3 separate regions of the Mus musculus genome follow, and all the other regions are linked to region 1. The links are chromatin contacts, called in public Hi-C and HiChIP or PLAC-seq maps. All regions are on one chromosome and are shown on one strand. Each heading gives the region's core, a stretch centred on a gene start, on an enhancer-like site or on the middle of the called end of the contact. The rest is flanking DNA. Distances are from core to core; before and after follow the strand shown.

The links. Hi-C and Micro-C count contacts between places; a contact is called where the count stands out from the background. HiChIP or PLAC-seq counts read pairs in DNA pulled down with a chosen protein or histone mark.
Region 2: a Hi-C map of uterus shows a contact between it and region 1. The contact joins the enhancer-like site here to the promoter of Dnajc15 in region 1. A contact is called at or near these places in 2 of 39 promoter capture datasets (the C10 cell line and macrophages), 3 of 484 Hi-C or Micro-C datasets (cortical neurons, granulosa cells and uterus), 2 of 115 datasets of contacts at active chromatin or transcription factors (bone marrow-derived macrophages and microglia) and 1 of 9 other capture datasets (adipose tissue).
Region 3: an H3K27ac HiChIP or PLAC-seq map of CD8 T cells shows a contact between it and region 1, with 11 times the contacts expected there. The contact joins the enhancer-like site here to the promoter of Dnajc15 in region 1. A contact is called at or near these places in 1 of 39 promoter capture datasets (macrophages), 12 of 484 Hi-C or Micro-C datasets (B cells, the C10 cell line, CD8 T cells and 9 more), 2 of 115 datasets of contacts at active chromatin or transcription factors (CD8 T cells and the SCID.adh cell line) and 1 of 9 other capture datasets (macrophages).

What each region holds. Positions count from the first base shown.
Region 1 is chr14:77,872,767-77,877,673 of GRCm38.p6, forward strand. Dnajc15 (DnaJ heat shock protein family (Hsp40) member C15) reads right to left here and starts at 2,151. Exons shown (of 6, transcript NM_025384.3): 1 at 2,032-2,151. The coding sequence starts at 2,133.
Region 2 is chr14:77,813,451-77,818,357 of GRCm38.p6, forward strand. No RefSeq gene overlaps it. Among named protein-coding and RNA genes, the nearest start is that of Gm1587, 17 kb to the left of the region's middle. Within about 2 kb of position 2,326, at least 9 of the 459 cell types and tissues checked have an H3K27ac peak or open chromatin away from gene starts, as enhancers often do. A contact at or near this core is called in uterus, where this site is marked.
Region 3 is chr14:77,926,958-77,931,864 of GRCm38.p6, forward strand. It overlaps Epsti1 (epithelial stromal interaction 1 (breast)), which reads left to right. Exons shown (of 12, transcript NM_029495.2): 2 at 213-271; 3 at 1,790-1,873; 4 at 4,290-4,363. Among named protein-coding and RNA genes, the nearest start is that of Epsti1, 25 kb to the left of the region's middle. Within about 2 kb of position 2,519, at least 9 of the 459 cell types and tissues checked have an H3K27ac peak or open chromatin away from gene starts, as enhancers often do. A contact at or near this core is called in B cells and CD8 T cells, where this site is marked.

The sequences.
Region 1 (4,907 bases), core at 901-3,400:
ATCTAAACATTTAAATATTGGTAATATTCTCTTCCTAACTAAAGTTTCTTTTCTCCTTTTCCATTAGAATCAATTTTGCTAGAAAGGCATTTGACAACACCCTCTATCAAACAACTGTAGAATATTATTTTCTCAAAGGTAACTACATACATATTTTACCTGATCCATTTAGTCTTGCATACAGGTGAATGAACATCACATCTTAGTCTATTAACATAAGCCTCAAGATGAAAGGAGAACTATTTGGATAGTACAGAAGCGGAGGTATATTCTACAACTTACATAAAAGTAAAACGAAAAGGTTTCCCTTAATTTCTAATAAATGTCTAATAAAAATCACTCTTTTTCTTCCGTTTTTGTTTTTCAAGAAACTGTGTCTCTGTGTAGTCCTTGCTGTCTTAGATCTGGATCTGTACTCAAGATGACCTCGAACTCACAGAGAGCCTCTCAAGGGCTGAGGGCTTACACCATCTGCTCACTGTCTAATTCTTTTCTCTTTCTTTCCTTCCCCCTCCCCCTTTTTTTTTTCTTCTTCTGAGACAGGGTTTCTCTGTGTAGTCTTGGCTGTCCTGGAATTGGCTCTGTCAACCAGGCTGATCCTTCTCAAGGCCAAGTTTTCCTTTCCTAACACCCTTTTGTCAGTTTCCCATTATTTTCAGTTACCTAAAGTCATTACTAATAATCTTGTCGTCTACCTCACTGTTTGATTTAGACCAGGTATTCTCAACACAGTCAACATCGATCCCTCAGGGACAATCTGAAAACGCTGTGAAGCCCTTTTGAGCTTCCACAGTAGTTTGCCTAAGAGGAAGAGTACTTTGTGGATGGTCGACTCCCGATTTCAAAAGTCCTATCATGTGCAAGGCTGGCCAACCAGGAATAAAAAACCATCCCTAACTCTCCAAGTGTTACAAGATGCCAGTGACATTAAATGGTGAATAACCAGTTTCTGGCCATCTTTGTTTTGTTAAGAACTTTCAACCATTTATACTTCTACTCTGTTTTAGTACAGGCTTAATTTTCCATAAGTGAACTTACCCTACAAAGTGAGGAGACATTTCTAACAATTTACCTCAGAGTGTTTGCTTTTTTGGGAAAAAAAAAATTTTTTTAAATAACAACAGGATGCCAATATCTGATAGGCCAGGAAGTAAGAAGGCTGAAGCAGGAGAATCGTAAGCTCCAGGCCAGCGTAGGAAATACAGTGAGTCCTTTTAAAAAATAAAATCCTGCCGGCTTGGCATTTGTAGCTGTCCCATGTACAACTGCTGCAATGCGAGGGCAATATGATCACTTCATTGCAGCCTGTAATATAATAAATAACGTGAAGGCATTTACAAATTCAAACAGCTACTTATTACTAAGAAGATATTTACTTCACCGTTACGTTTCAATTTGACTATTATATTGATTTTTAGAAACTTTAATTTCATGTCAGGATATCACAAGAAAGTTGGTTTTTTTTTTTGTTTTGTTTTGTTTTTGTTTTTGTTTCTGTTATAGAAAGGACAGTGGCGTGAACTGGTGAAGACTCCCACAATTTAGCATTCCTGAGGCTGGCTGTTAAAGAGACCTCCTAAGTTATGTCCTGAATTCTAGACTCTCCTACAGATGTGAACGAGCGGGGTGACTCGGTCAGTGGAGGTGATGGCTGACTTGAGTTCGATCTTCAGGAACCACAAGGTGGAAGGAAAGAAGCCGCCTCAATAAATCGCAAGCATTTTCTGCCCGGATCTAGGCTGAGTTGCTCCAGACTTGGGGGTGCTAGAGGTCCCAACTGTTCTCACGCAGCTTCGCGCCCTGGTTCTTAACTACTTTTCCCCAAGGGAGGCTCCTGGCTCCACCGGGCCCCCTCTGCCCAGGGGGAACCCATGGGTCTCTTCACTGGATAACCGTGGGCCTGTTCTGTGGTCCGTGACACTTTGAGGAGACAGCCAGGTACCACGCCGGGCACAGGCAGCCGGGCAAGGGGGTGGGAGTGGGAGGTCTTGGGGTTTAGGGGTGCAGGTCAGTGGCGGCCGGCAGACTCACCGCTGTGTGGTCGATGTCGGCGTCCGACCTTTGGGCAGAAGGAGGCAGGTATTCGGCGTAGCGCAGCCCCTCTCTGGAGGTCACGCCGCCACCGGTAGCCATGGCACTGCAGGACTCCGAGGACGCACTGAGTTGTCTACGGGGCGTCCGCGGGGACAAATTAGTGCGGACCGGTTAAGTTCGCGCTCTGAGTAGGTGTTCAGTTTTATTAGTGGAGACCTGGCTGCAGAGAATCTGGTTCTCATTCCATCTCCGATAAACTGACCCTGTCAAAGCCCGGGGTCAGACCCTTACAGAGCCTTGTTTGTTTGTTTGTGCCACCCTCCACTATAACAACCAAGCCTGAAGAGGCGGGGCCTTCTTAGGTCTACCTTGAGTTTCCTCTAAAACCAGGCAGGGAGAGATTCCAAAGTACCGCGATGGTGCCTGGGAATAGAAACAAGGCCAGGGAGGGCTTCCTTGCTTGACCTTCCCAACTAGAAATGAATGTGATTTCACATGTTAGTGAAATCACTGGGAAGATACTGATGATCCACTAACTTGCGCTCACAGCAAATGATTTTGACTAATTTGAATACATAAAGACTTAACTTCATTATTAATGTTTAGGTCAAGCTTTCTCGAACAGATATTAGGCAATAACTGAAGCTAATACGCTTTCTAACCCCTGTACCAAGTTGGCTGCTGTTTTACCCTTTATACACTTTGCAATCCAGCCTACAAGAAGGTTTTTTTTTGTTTTGGGGTTTGGTTTTTTTGTTTTGTTTTGTTTTTTTACATTAAAAGTTGTAAGAACCTAGCTGGGCGTGATGGCGCACGCCTTTAATCCCAGCACCCAGGAGGCAGAGGCAGGCAGATTTCTGAGTTCGAGGCCAGCCTGGTCTACAAAGTGAGTTCCAGGACAGCCAGAGCTATACAGAGAAACCCTATCTTGAAAAACAAAACAAAACAAACCATACAAACAAACAAACAAAAAACCAGTTGTAAGAACCTATTAATTTATCCATATATTATTATTCTCATGCTTAGGGCCTGAAGGAATTTAGAATCAGGAAGGAAAGATTACATTAAACACCATGCTAGTACCATATACTAAAAGCACGAGCAAGCATGCTAGATTAGCTACAAATGAAAGCAAAATCAGTGTCAGAGTTCACAGAGAGAAACGAGAACAGCCACAAAGGCTTCCTTGGAGGCTCAGCCACTGATGTGGTCAGTAGGGAGCATGGGGTTTGTTTTAGTTAGAAGAAGAAAGGGGTCACAAATTCCACATGGAAATAAACACCAAGAATTGAGCCGGTGATATGTAATAATGTGTTAAAAATACTTCAGAACTCTTCAGAAACACGGCTTTATTACATAAATTACTTTATTAAGCCAATCCACAATTATTCGTGATCAAACCAAATGAATTGGATTGAAGCCTACATATCATGCATTCATCATCCATGTGTTCAGTGTATTCAATTTATTGAGCATATGTCAGGTCTTGGGTACAGTGCTGGGGGACTGTGCCTTTAGCATCAAGTAAACAAATAAGGTCTCCGAGTCCTTGGAGTTACAGTCTAAGGGAGGCTAATGATGTATCCTAGCAGCTGGACCCTAACAGTCATAGGCTGCTAGCCTGGAGCAAACAAGCAATTAGAGCAAGACAGGAGTGAGCCAGCTCTTTTTAGAACAGTGCACCTGCTCAAGAGCTGGGAAAAAGCTTCCAAAGTGGAAGCCAGGAGAAAAAGGGGGCTGGGGTGGGAAACACAGCAGAAGAGAGGGCAGCATGGAGGGGAGTCAGCCTGCTGCATTTCAGGTCTATGGAGAGTACATTACTGGCTGCTTCTAGACTTTACTGAACTTCCTTCCACTGCTACTTCTACAGAAGTGGACAGTGTTAGAGGGAACTCTCATCTCCAGTGACTACTCTGCTCTCAACCTTTGGTTCTTTAGTAGGCTCAACCTTACCAGCAAGAAAGATAAAAACAAAAGCAGCAAAATCCTTTCCTCTCTGCTCAAGGATCTCTTCTGGGTTTCGCTCAACTCACTTTTCTGGCTTCCTTAAGAAAGAAGATAAATAGCTGGACGTGGTGGTGTACAACTTTGATCTCAGCACCCAGGAGACAGAGGCAGGAGGATCTCTGTGAGTTCCAGCCCAGGCTTGTATACAGAGAGAGTTCCAGGAGAACAAGGGCTAAACAAACAAACAAACAAACAAGAATAAAGATAAGCCTGGCAGTAATGGCACACGCCTTTAATCCCAGCACTTGGGAGGGAGGCAAAGGAAGGCAGATTTCAGAGTTCAAGGCCAGCCTATTCTACAGAGTGAGTTCCAGAACAGCCAGGGCCACACAGAGAAACCATGTCTCAAGAAAAGAAAAAAGAAAAAAAAAGAAAAAAAAGAAAAAGAAAAAAGAAAAAAAGAATAAAGATAAATATTGTTTTGTGAAAAATAAAAGAGAAGTAGAAGTATGTTAAATTTCTATTGGTTTTCTCTTAACTAATTGTATGTTCTCAAAGACAGATCATAGTACGTTCTATGGACCTTGTAAAACAAAAGCAGGATTGCTAATATATTTTGGAAACATCTCAGTCAAAAGTTTAACATTTTGTTAGGACTTTCAGAGAAAGAACACACATCTTAAACTCTCTGTGCCTGCTTCCTCATCAATAAGTTGATAACAGTATCAACTCCACTATATGCATTAAGTGAATCATCTTTGTAGCCATCTTAGAATGATGGCTATTATGGGTTGGATGGTAAGTGCCCTCCCAAAGGGCTTTGGTTCCAGTGAGTGGATCATGAAGGCACTAAACTAATCAGAGGATCAATCCACTGATGGACTCACAATTTGACACTATTGTTGGGAACTCAGAGGTAGGGTCTA
Region 2 (4,907 bases), core at 1,076-3,575, 59 kb before region 1:
GATGCCCGAGTCCTTCTCACCAGCTCTGATTGGATGGATTCTTAGGGCTGGGGTGGAGCTCAGTGGTTCACTGTTCTTGCTCTGCGTGTATGAGAACATCAGGTTGGATCTCAGCACTGCTAGAAAGGAACCTTCAGTGGAAAGCCTCCTTCCCCTCTCTGGCTCCACAAGTTCTCAAACAACTCTCATTCATTCAATAGAACTTGAAACACACACACACACACACACACACACACACACTCACACACACACAGACACACATGCCTGCAGGAAAAAAAAGACTGCACAGTGTAAATTTTGATATTACCCACCACCTCCAAGAAGCCTAGAGGGCCCTTTGGCCAGTCTTGGGAAAAAGCAAGGCACATAGTGCTGAAGAGAATTAGGGCTCTGCTACTGAGTCTCTGCCAAGTGTTGGGCACATCTGACTGCATTTAATCATCACGAAAACTTACAAAGCGAGAAGGGATTCTTTGGTACCCTGAGTCTATGGATCACATTTCAGAATAATGTTTTTAAATGCATACCCAAAATAATAACAATTGCAAAGGAAACCAATTAGTTTAAAATACAATTTCATAAAATTAAAACGCTTCCCATGCCTCATTATTAATGCATTAAATATCAAGAGCTAGCAGTAAAATCAGAAGAACGGTGGTCTGAAGCACTTGAGTGCAGATGCTACTTAGAGACCTCCACAGCAACATTCAGGTAGCGTGCAAACAGCTGTTCTATGGCGACAAAGACACCAGGTGCTAACAAATGCTACTAACATTCAGAATCAACTGAGATGCTAAGATTCAGTAGTTAAGAGACAAGTAAAAAATAAAAATGATTTCCCCTTACACCAAACAATAGTTTGCTTTGTTTCCTCTGCAATGGCCCATTATCAAGGTAAATCACTCTGTCCCGAATTTACACATGAAGAAACTACTTCAGAGTGACTGAGCAAACCTTTCAAAGATCAGGTAGTTCTCTGCCCCTCCAGCTTGCTTCATTTCCACTGGCTGTGCTTAGCAGTTTTTAATGAGCATGCTGGAAACCGCTTGGAAGCCATCTTACAGTGTGTGAGCCTGGCTTTCAGCTAGAGTTTGTCTCAGTAGGTCTGCTTACTTGGGAGTATTTGGTATGAAATCCTGCATTTTGGACCAGCCCCCTGTGATCCTAATGCTACTGGGCCAGGGCCATACTCCATCCTCTGAGAGTGATGTAGGGAACCCGAGTGAAGAGAGCCGATCACTCTGGGGTTGGGGATGTGTCCTGACTAAAGCTGCCTGCGTAGTTCCATGTACAGGGTAGACTTTGTTCCAATCCTCTCCGAATATCTGTTCACCTTTGGGTATGATGTTGCTTTAGGCTCCCATCTCATTTTATTTTAGGCTGTTCTTGCTTGGGTAAAATATTGGAGAAGGGAAAGTCCCAGAGTGATTAATCTGATAGATCTTGGAGATCCCTCTGCCTGCCTTGTCCAAGACAGTTGAGGGCTCCCTCTCACTTTCCCCATCAATCTGAAGCCCAGCTACCTTGGGAGCCAAGCTGCCAAGGAGCCCATGCAGAGACGCTTGCCCTGGGCTCAAATCCAGTCTAATGCTGCTTAACCTAGGCTGGGCAGGGAAACAATAAAGCTTTGATTGATGCTTGTGCCTGGCCCCACCCCAGAAAGCTGGACAGTCCGCCTTGGCTTTGGGATTTTTAAACCAGATGGTTCTAAGAAACAGCCAAGAATCGCTTGTTCAGTGGAAGAGAATCAGCTGTGCTCATGGCTGTGGAGGGCCAGCCCCATGCCAGACTCTATTTGATGGTTCACATGTAGCACTTCCCCCATCCTCACAGAAATCCCGAGTTGAGGATCTTAGGTCTACTCTATACATAAGGAAGTTGAGCTCAGAGCATAAGTAACTCACCCAAAGTCACACAATAAGCAAGTATATGACTAGGAATTGAAATCCTTGTTAGTCTGTTTCCTGAGCCTAAATGAACAAACTTCTGTCCATCCCCAAAGAGAAATGACATAAAAGTGTATATATTTTTTAAACCCAGGATCTAGTTTTCCTTTTCATTCGGTGTTGATCATTTTGGAGCGATCAGGCACTTGAGAGCTGCTGCAAGCCTGGAAAGACATCAGGCCACACCCGCGGATGGCTTCAGAGCTAGTGTCTTCTTCCAGTTACCGCTCAGGTTTCTGTGACAGAGGTGACTCCTGTCTGTCTCAGCGGATGCCTGCTTGGCGTTCGAAAGGTAAGGTGACAGGTGACAAATGCTGTGCGAAGCAGGGAGGTCCTTGACTGTGCTCCTGCTGGAACAAATGACTACCTTGAGGAGGCTTAATAAATTACCAGCTTCCAATGTAAAGCGAGAGCGAGGCTCACAGGAACTGAGAGGTATCGGGGTGAGTGTGACACCGGCCTGGGAAACAACGGAGAGACTTTGGGGTTAGACTCTGCGAACAGAGCCCACTCTGCCTTTATTGATTGTGTGACTTGTGAAAGGGAGTTTGGCCCTTGAGCCCCACCTTGTATAAAATGAGGTTAAAAATAGCTACCAGTCTCATTAGGATAAAAGCGAGAAGAACATGAACAACGGTAGTCACATTAGGCACCCGGTGACTGACAGCCATGACTGTCTGCTTCCCCTGATTGTTATTAAGCGGCTCTTGGCATTCAGCTGGTGAGCGGGCATTCTCAGCTGGCCATTAGCACTGGAAAATGGTATTTTAGAAAAGATGACTGTTTCTTTGCGACGGTGTCGTCACTTCCGATCTGAAGATCGCCATCTTTGTCTCCAGGCATTTCCCAAGGCCCTGCATCTTTACATGTACTAAAGGGATCAATCGTTGCTTCCCTAAATATGAGATAGTTATGAAATGGATGTTGGAGTTACTCACTGATAACATTATTCTTTTAAAATTTACTTACTGTTGTTGTAAGATGTGAAGAGTATCTGCAATATAAAAGAAGCTGTACAGGGGCGTCTTAAAGAGTGGTAGAGAAAAAGAGTCGTTTTGGAAAAGCAACTGTGCACAGGTGGGAAGCCCATCTCCTTAATGTCTTAGACAATTGCCTAAGGTCCATGTCATTATGTCAGGGATCCATAAGTCAGCTGACAAAATTTCCTCAAGATCACTGTCAGCAGAGAGTGACCAGGGATTTACATAAGTCCAGAGACTCCGAAGAACACACTCCTCAGGACTGTCTACAGAAGAGCATCTCATTTAAACAGTTTAGGCTTTGTCTTGCCAAACTGCACCAGAGCTCCAGAGACGGATGACTCAAGGTCTTCAAGTCTTTAAGGTCAAGACTCCAGTGTGTTCTTTGAGAAAAGTGGCTGTCAGTCATATCTATTTTACAAAATGGGACACAAAATCCTCAGATAATCTTTATTGGGCCACAGGGGGCCTGCATGGGTTCAAGCCAGAGTCCTAGCACTGAGAGGGGGAAGTGGGTATGATATCCCATTTCTAGCCAAGAAGCTCTCTCTAATTGATAAGCTCTTGCAAAGGAAAAATTATTTTCTCCAATGGGGTCTCACTGGGTACACAGACCACACTTAAGGGTAAGCCCCATGCTCAGCAGTGGATGGCCACACAAAACAGACTCACTGGCGACCTACAGATTTTTTCCTTTTGTCTCATATTGCTTTGTTTGTTTTTTAATCTCCCCAGAGTTTTGGTTTCTGATTTGTATTTTTAGGGGCTTTGTTTATATGTATGTTTTTCTTGTGCTTTTTCATTGTTTTAGTCTGGTTTGTTTGCCTTTTTGTTTGTTTTATAAAAGAGAGAAAGAGAAAGTATGAAATTGTATGGGTGGGGATCTGGGAGAGGTCAGAGAGAAGAAACTGTGTACAAATTTTCAATTAAGTTAGACCTACAAACTTTCAGAAAGGGCCTGAACAAGAACATAAAGGCGGTACTCTCTGCACTCCCAACACACTTTGGCTGGGAGCTTAGTTTCCCAAGATGCATCATCATAAACATTAGCAGTATGAAGAGAAGACTAGATAACCCCACCAACCCACCCACCCATCCAAGAGGCAATCCCTATGGGCATACCTGCCTGATGCAGGGCAAGCAGGACCACAGAGGTCTGTGTCAAGTGTAAACCATCTTCCCGCAGAGCTGTACTCGAGCAGATCCCACCACAGTGAGCCAAGGCATCTATAGATGCTACCCTGCCGCTTCCACCTGGCTCAGAGAAAACTCGCTAATTGGGTTCAAGGTACAGTCAGACAATTGACTGGCTGGGCTGCAAAGAAAACCTCATTCCATCGGTGTGGAAGGATTGCAGCATGGCGCCCACACAGCTCTCTACACACCGTGGACCATCTGCTTGGTGTTGCCTAACTCATGGAAGGTACTCCAAATAGCAAACACACAATGTTTCAGTAGTGGCCAGGGTAGATTTAAACAGACAGACTTCTCAGCCACCTGCAAAATGGAGAAGTACTGGCTAGAAATAAAATTCTAAACCCAAACTACAACTGAAAATTCCCAAACCAGAATTCTGTAGTAGGCTCTGTGTGAGTTGCTTCCCCATGGACCAGAAACTGAATCAGGTGTGATGGGGTAGGATATGCCTGTAATCCCAGCATGCTAAAAGCTTTGGCAGGAAGACCCAAAGCTCTAGGGCAGTTTGTACTATGTAGCCAAACAGAGCCAGAGAATATACATAAGGAGAGGATGCTTCCACACTAGCAATTCTGCAGATGCAGAAGCCAACACTGCTGTGCCTCGCAAGGATGCACACAGTGTGCCTCCTGATGCAGGCTAGTTTTATGTCAACTTGACACAAGCCAGAATCACTTGGGAATAGGAAACCTCAATAGAAAAAAATGCCTCCACCAGAATGGCCTGTAATACATTGTGGACTATGCCACTCTGGATTGGTGGTCCTGGATGCTGTAAGAAAGCA
Region 3 (4,907 bases), core at 1,269-3,768, 55 kb after region 1:
GCAGTCTCCCCCAAACCAGTGGTGATGGAGACCAGCAGGAACTAGTCCTCTGGCCCATTGCTTTGTGTCTTTCAACTAGATTGGAAGGTAGCAGAGAACAGAGCAAGGTCTTAAAGGCTGTCTTCTAATGGTATCAGAAGGAAGATGGTCTGGTGGTTTAGATTCCTTAGGAAGCTGTCATGATGATAACCACTGTTTTCCCTTCTTTCCAGCGCAGGCACATACACCCTGATAGCACCAAACGAGAGCAGAAGGCAGAAGATACAGAGAAGTATGGCACGCACTTTCACCCGACACTCAGAATGCTTCTCCTCTTTATAATTTTTTAAAGTATTTTTATTTTCTTATTTATAGAGACTCACAGAATCTTACCAAGGTCTTAAAAAAAACTTAGAGTTTTAATTGCACTTGTAAAAATTATTCTATTGTTAGCACTTCTAAATTCGTTTCTCTACATTAGTAACAGAGCTCATGGTAATGAGTGACTATGAGCTTTGGATTTTTCTTGGGTTTAAACAACTTCACACCTATTGTTATTGTTTGGATCTTGTCCCTGATATACTAAATAAGTTGGTGGTGATATTTTAATGGTGCTGTGAATACCTTTGAAACGACATGCTATATGTCAAAAAGATTATGAGGGAATTTGTACCTTTTTTTAAAATATATGTTCCATCCCTCCTTAATAGACTTTTTCTGCCTCTGTATTCTTATCCTTCTGTATCTGTCAATCTGCCCTCTACAATCTTACCTTATACAGTGTGTATAATCACTCCCCCCCCCCCCAATCTTTGGCTGTACTCCTTGTACTTAGAGCATGAGTAGCAGGTTTAACTGAGGCACAGAACTAACAAATGCTGCCCTCTGACACTGTCGCACTATTTGTAGTTGCAAGGGGAGATAATGTTCACATGGTTCACCAGGACACTGTGTGACTGCCCACGTCAGCCATGTTTCCAGCTCCAGGATTCTGTGCTCTCCCTTCTTAGGGTATTGGTAAGGAATTCAGTAACCAATAAGGCCATAACGGCCCAGCCAGGAAAGTAGTTATCCGAAGAGACCACATGGACAAGAATCAATCAGGGTGGTCCGGTGAGTCAGTATAGCATATGACAGTGGTCTTCAGTGATTGTGGGGACTGCAGACATTTAGCCAACAGAACCCCAAGGTTCCAACATCTTACAGGCTTCGAGTTCAAGTTTCTAAGGGGAACTAAACCGGGAGATTAGGTTATATAGCAACAGAACTAAGTCTCCCAGGCGCCCCCTGCTGTCTGAATATTTGGACAATAAAGAATACCAAGACCCAAAGCAGGGTGCCAACGCACAGGGCAGAGCCTCCCTCCTCAGAGATAACAGCCAGCTTGAGAAATGTTAAAAATAAAGCAAATATAGGCATCACAATTCTTTGGGGATGTATATTTACCCGGATCTTATTGACATATGAATATTCTAGTTTTTGTACACATTTGTTATAGAAAACCTTTCGAAATAATTCATGAGGTTTTAAGAATGTCAGTGTTGGAGGGAAAACTATATTTCTTTGTGTTAGTAGGAGTTTAGCTGTTGTTCAAATTTGTACCTTCTGTGAGGACACTTAGGAGCTGCCAGGGGTGGGCCCTGCATGACTTGGGGGTCCGGGAGGGCTGGGAGGTATCAGCTTTTCATGGTCATTTTTTTCTGTCTCATTCCGGAAAACTCACTATCTGCTGTCTGCTGTGTGTTTTGATGCTGCAATGACCAGGTTTCTTTTCAAACAATCAACAACTTGCTATTTCTCTCCTGGTTAGTTGCTGAGCAAGAACTGGCAGACCTGGAGAGATGGAAGCAACAGAACAGGGCAAAACCAGTCTACTTGGTGCCACAACGGCTGGGTGAGTGGCAGATGGAAAGCCAGAGCGGGTAGGCAGGGTCACTGGCAGATCCTACTGAGACAGGCTGGGTCTGCTTTCCTTCACATGCGAAGGCTTGCTCTATGGTATTTCTGCCGGAGACGGAATTCATCTGATAGGAAACATTCAAATGTGCAGGTAGATTGCTGTCTCTGGTTTTATGTAAGGAGCAAATGCATCTGCCACAGTTGTGTGGGAATAAAGTGATGGCTTAATTGGCAAATAATTTAGAGCCTCTTAGATGATCAGCTCTGAAGAGAGCTTACCTGGGGCGCTGCATATGCCCAGTCACAGCACTTCCAGGATGCAAGGGAAAGCCACCACAGCATATCCATCCTGGCAGTTAGATGCTAATGTGACAAAACTGAACGGAGAGTCCATTGGGAACATAGAATGGGAGTAAGCTGGGGACCCAGCAGTGGGTATAAAGATGGATGTCTCCTGGGTTTTCATGCTAGGGCTGGGGGACATTTGAGTTGGCAGAGCAGGTGCTGCCAGGGTGATGGAATGTCTGGGTCTCCTGTGTGGGGTTTCAGGCCTTTAGAGGGGATACCCATACCCCCATCCCTCAGTGGGAGTCATTTACGTCCTATCTTGACTTCAGAGTCAGCTGCAGCTTAACACATAGAGGCTTGGCACAGTTCCAGTTACCACAAAGATGCCTTGGGTTAGAAGCCACATACCACCACAATAGTCTTAGAGATAAAGGTGGAGGGGGTGGGCAAGGGAAGAAACTAATTTGGAAATCTCTTAATGAATGAAAGATATAGAACTATATATGTAACTCCACACATTTCACCTTTAGCCAAATAAACTTGAGGAATTTGAGACTTGAGGAATATAGTCTAAACGTCCTCCTCCTCCTCCTCCTCCTCCTCCTCCTCTTCCTCCTCCTCCTCCTCCTCTTCTCCTCCTCCTCTTCTCCTCCTCCTCTTCTCTTCCTCCTCCTTCTTCTTTTTAAAAAATCTTTTATCATTTTTTTAAAGATTTATTTATTTTATGTATGTGAGTGCACTGTCCCTGTCTTCAGACACACCAGAAGAGGGCATTGGATCCCATTACAGATAGTTGTGAGCCACAATGTGGTTGCTGGGAATTGAATTCAGGATCTCTGAAAGAACAGTCAGTACTCTTAACCGCTGAGCCATCTCTAGCCCCCAAACCTCTTCTCTTTAATAGGTCCTCTCAAGTGTTTCACCTTCCACATGGTTTTGAGGTAAAGTAAGAGATTTTTTTTTTAAAGATTTATTTATTTATTATATGTAAGTACACTTCAGACACTCCAGAAGAGGGCATCAGATCTTGTTACAGATGGTTGTGAGCCACCATGTGGTTGCTGGGATTTGAACTCCGGACCTCTGGAAGAGCAGTCGGGTGCTCTTACCCACTGAGCCATCTCACCAGCCCAAAGTAAGAGATTTTTTTCCTCTTTGTGTTTTGAGACAGTTTCATCCCAGTGACTAGCGATCAGTCCTAGGTACTGGCCAGAATTGGTCACCTCCAGGATGACTTTAGATGTATATTCTTTCATGAGATCCTTGTTAGAACTGCAGTCAACAGCAGCAGTGTATCCCTTCTCTTCTGACTCAGGAAGACAAACCATCCATGAGACAGCCACTTTCTTTTCAGAGTGAAGGTCTCACTAGCCAGGCTAGCCTTTAACCCAATTCTGTGCCACCCCCAACCCTTCTGAGGACCCATCGGCCACAGACTTGTGGGAAACTTAGAGTTTTCTCTGAGCATGTAGTCACTGATAAATTGACTGTTCTCCAGGGGAAGACCACACAAACAAGAATGTTTGGGCAGCACAATTGGTCTTGAAGAATTTAAAAAATAAGCAGGATGCACAGTTGGGCAGGTAGGGAAGAGGGGATGGATCTGAGAGGAGTTGGGGGAAGGGAGATGAATATGATCAACACACTGTACAAAACGCTCAAAGAACTACTAAAAATATTGGGGGAAATGAGTGGGTAATAAAGATTACGTACATCTGCTGTGCCGAAAATCTGAAAGGTTCTTTCTTATGCAGGAGGAATGTTCCAGAATTCTTAGCCAAGACAGAATCGCTTAATGTCTAGTGTGGTCCTTCAGGCATGGTTTCAAGCTAGGTGAAGACTTTAATGTTTATGATGGAAAGCCCTAGTGTCTTTAAAGAACAAAGTTTCATCTTCCCACCCATCAGTTAGCTTTTAAAGTGACCACCACTCTTAGACAACTTTTGAAGATGACCGGCTATATTCCAATGTCCAGGTGTATAAAAAACTCAAGTCACACTGCTGGGTTCCCATGCAGTTAACTAGTTAACTAGTACTCAACAGCTGGCCTTGCAGCTTAATATTTCTGTTTTACCTTTGTGGCTTATTTACTTATTTATTTATTTATTATTTATTTTCACCAGGTGGAAGCCAGTCTGAGGCTGAAGTCAGACAGAAACAACAGCTGCAACAGATGCGTTCTAAATACCAGCAAAAGGTCAGAATCTATTTCTCCTAGTTTCATTTCGTCAACAAGTTTCGGCACCAACATTTCTGTGTGACCATGAAATAACACTGTGACTCAAAATATAAAGCCTGTAAATCAATTGCAAAATGTAATTCTCAAAATAAGAAAATTGCTAGACAGTGAGAAGTAGAGAGGAGAATATCTAGAATTCTTACCCTAGCCATGTGTGCTATGCATGACCTTTGATTAAAGGCAGTCAGACCTTCACATTAGTTACTATTAACTATAGTTTACTATTAGTTACTATTAGTTACATATTAACTATAGTTTAAGGTTACTATGTTTTCATTCCCAAAATAGTGATTGCAAGTAGTACAAAAATGATTTAAGATAACCAGTGTTTTTACAATAAGTCCTATGAGTTTTATAATAAAGAATAATTGTTTACCTCTTTTGTCCTGTGTGCATGGATAAACACACACACACACACACACACACACATACACACGTGCACACACACACACACACACACACACAGAGAGAGACAGAGAAAGAGAGAAAGTAAGCAAGATAG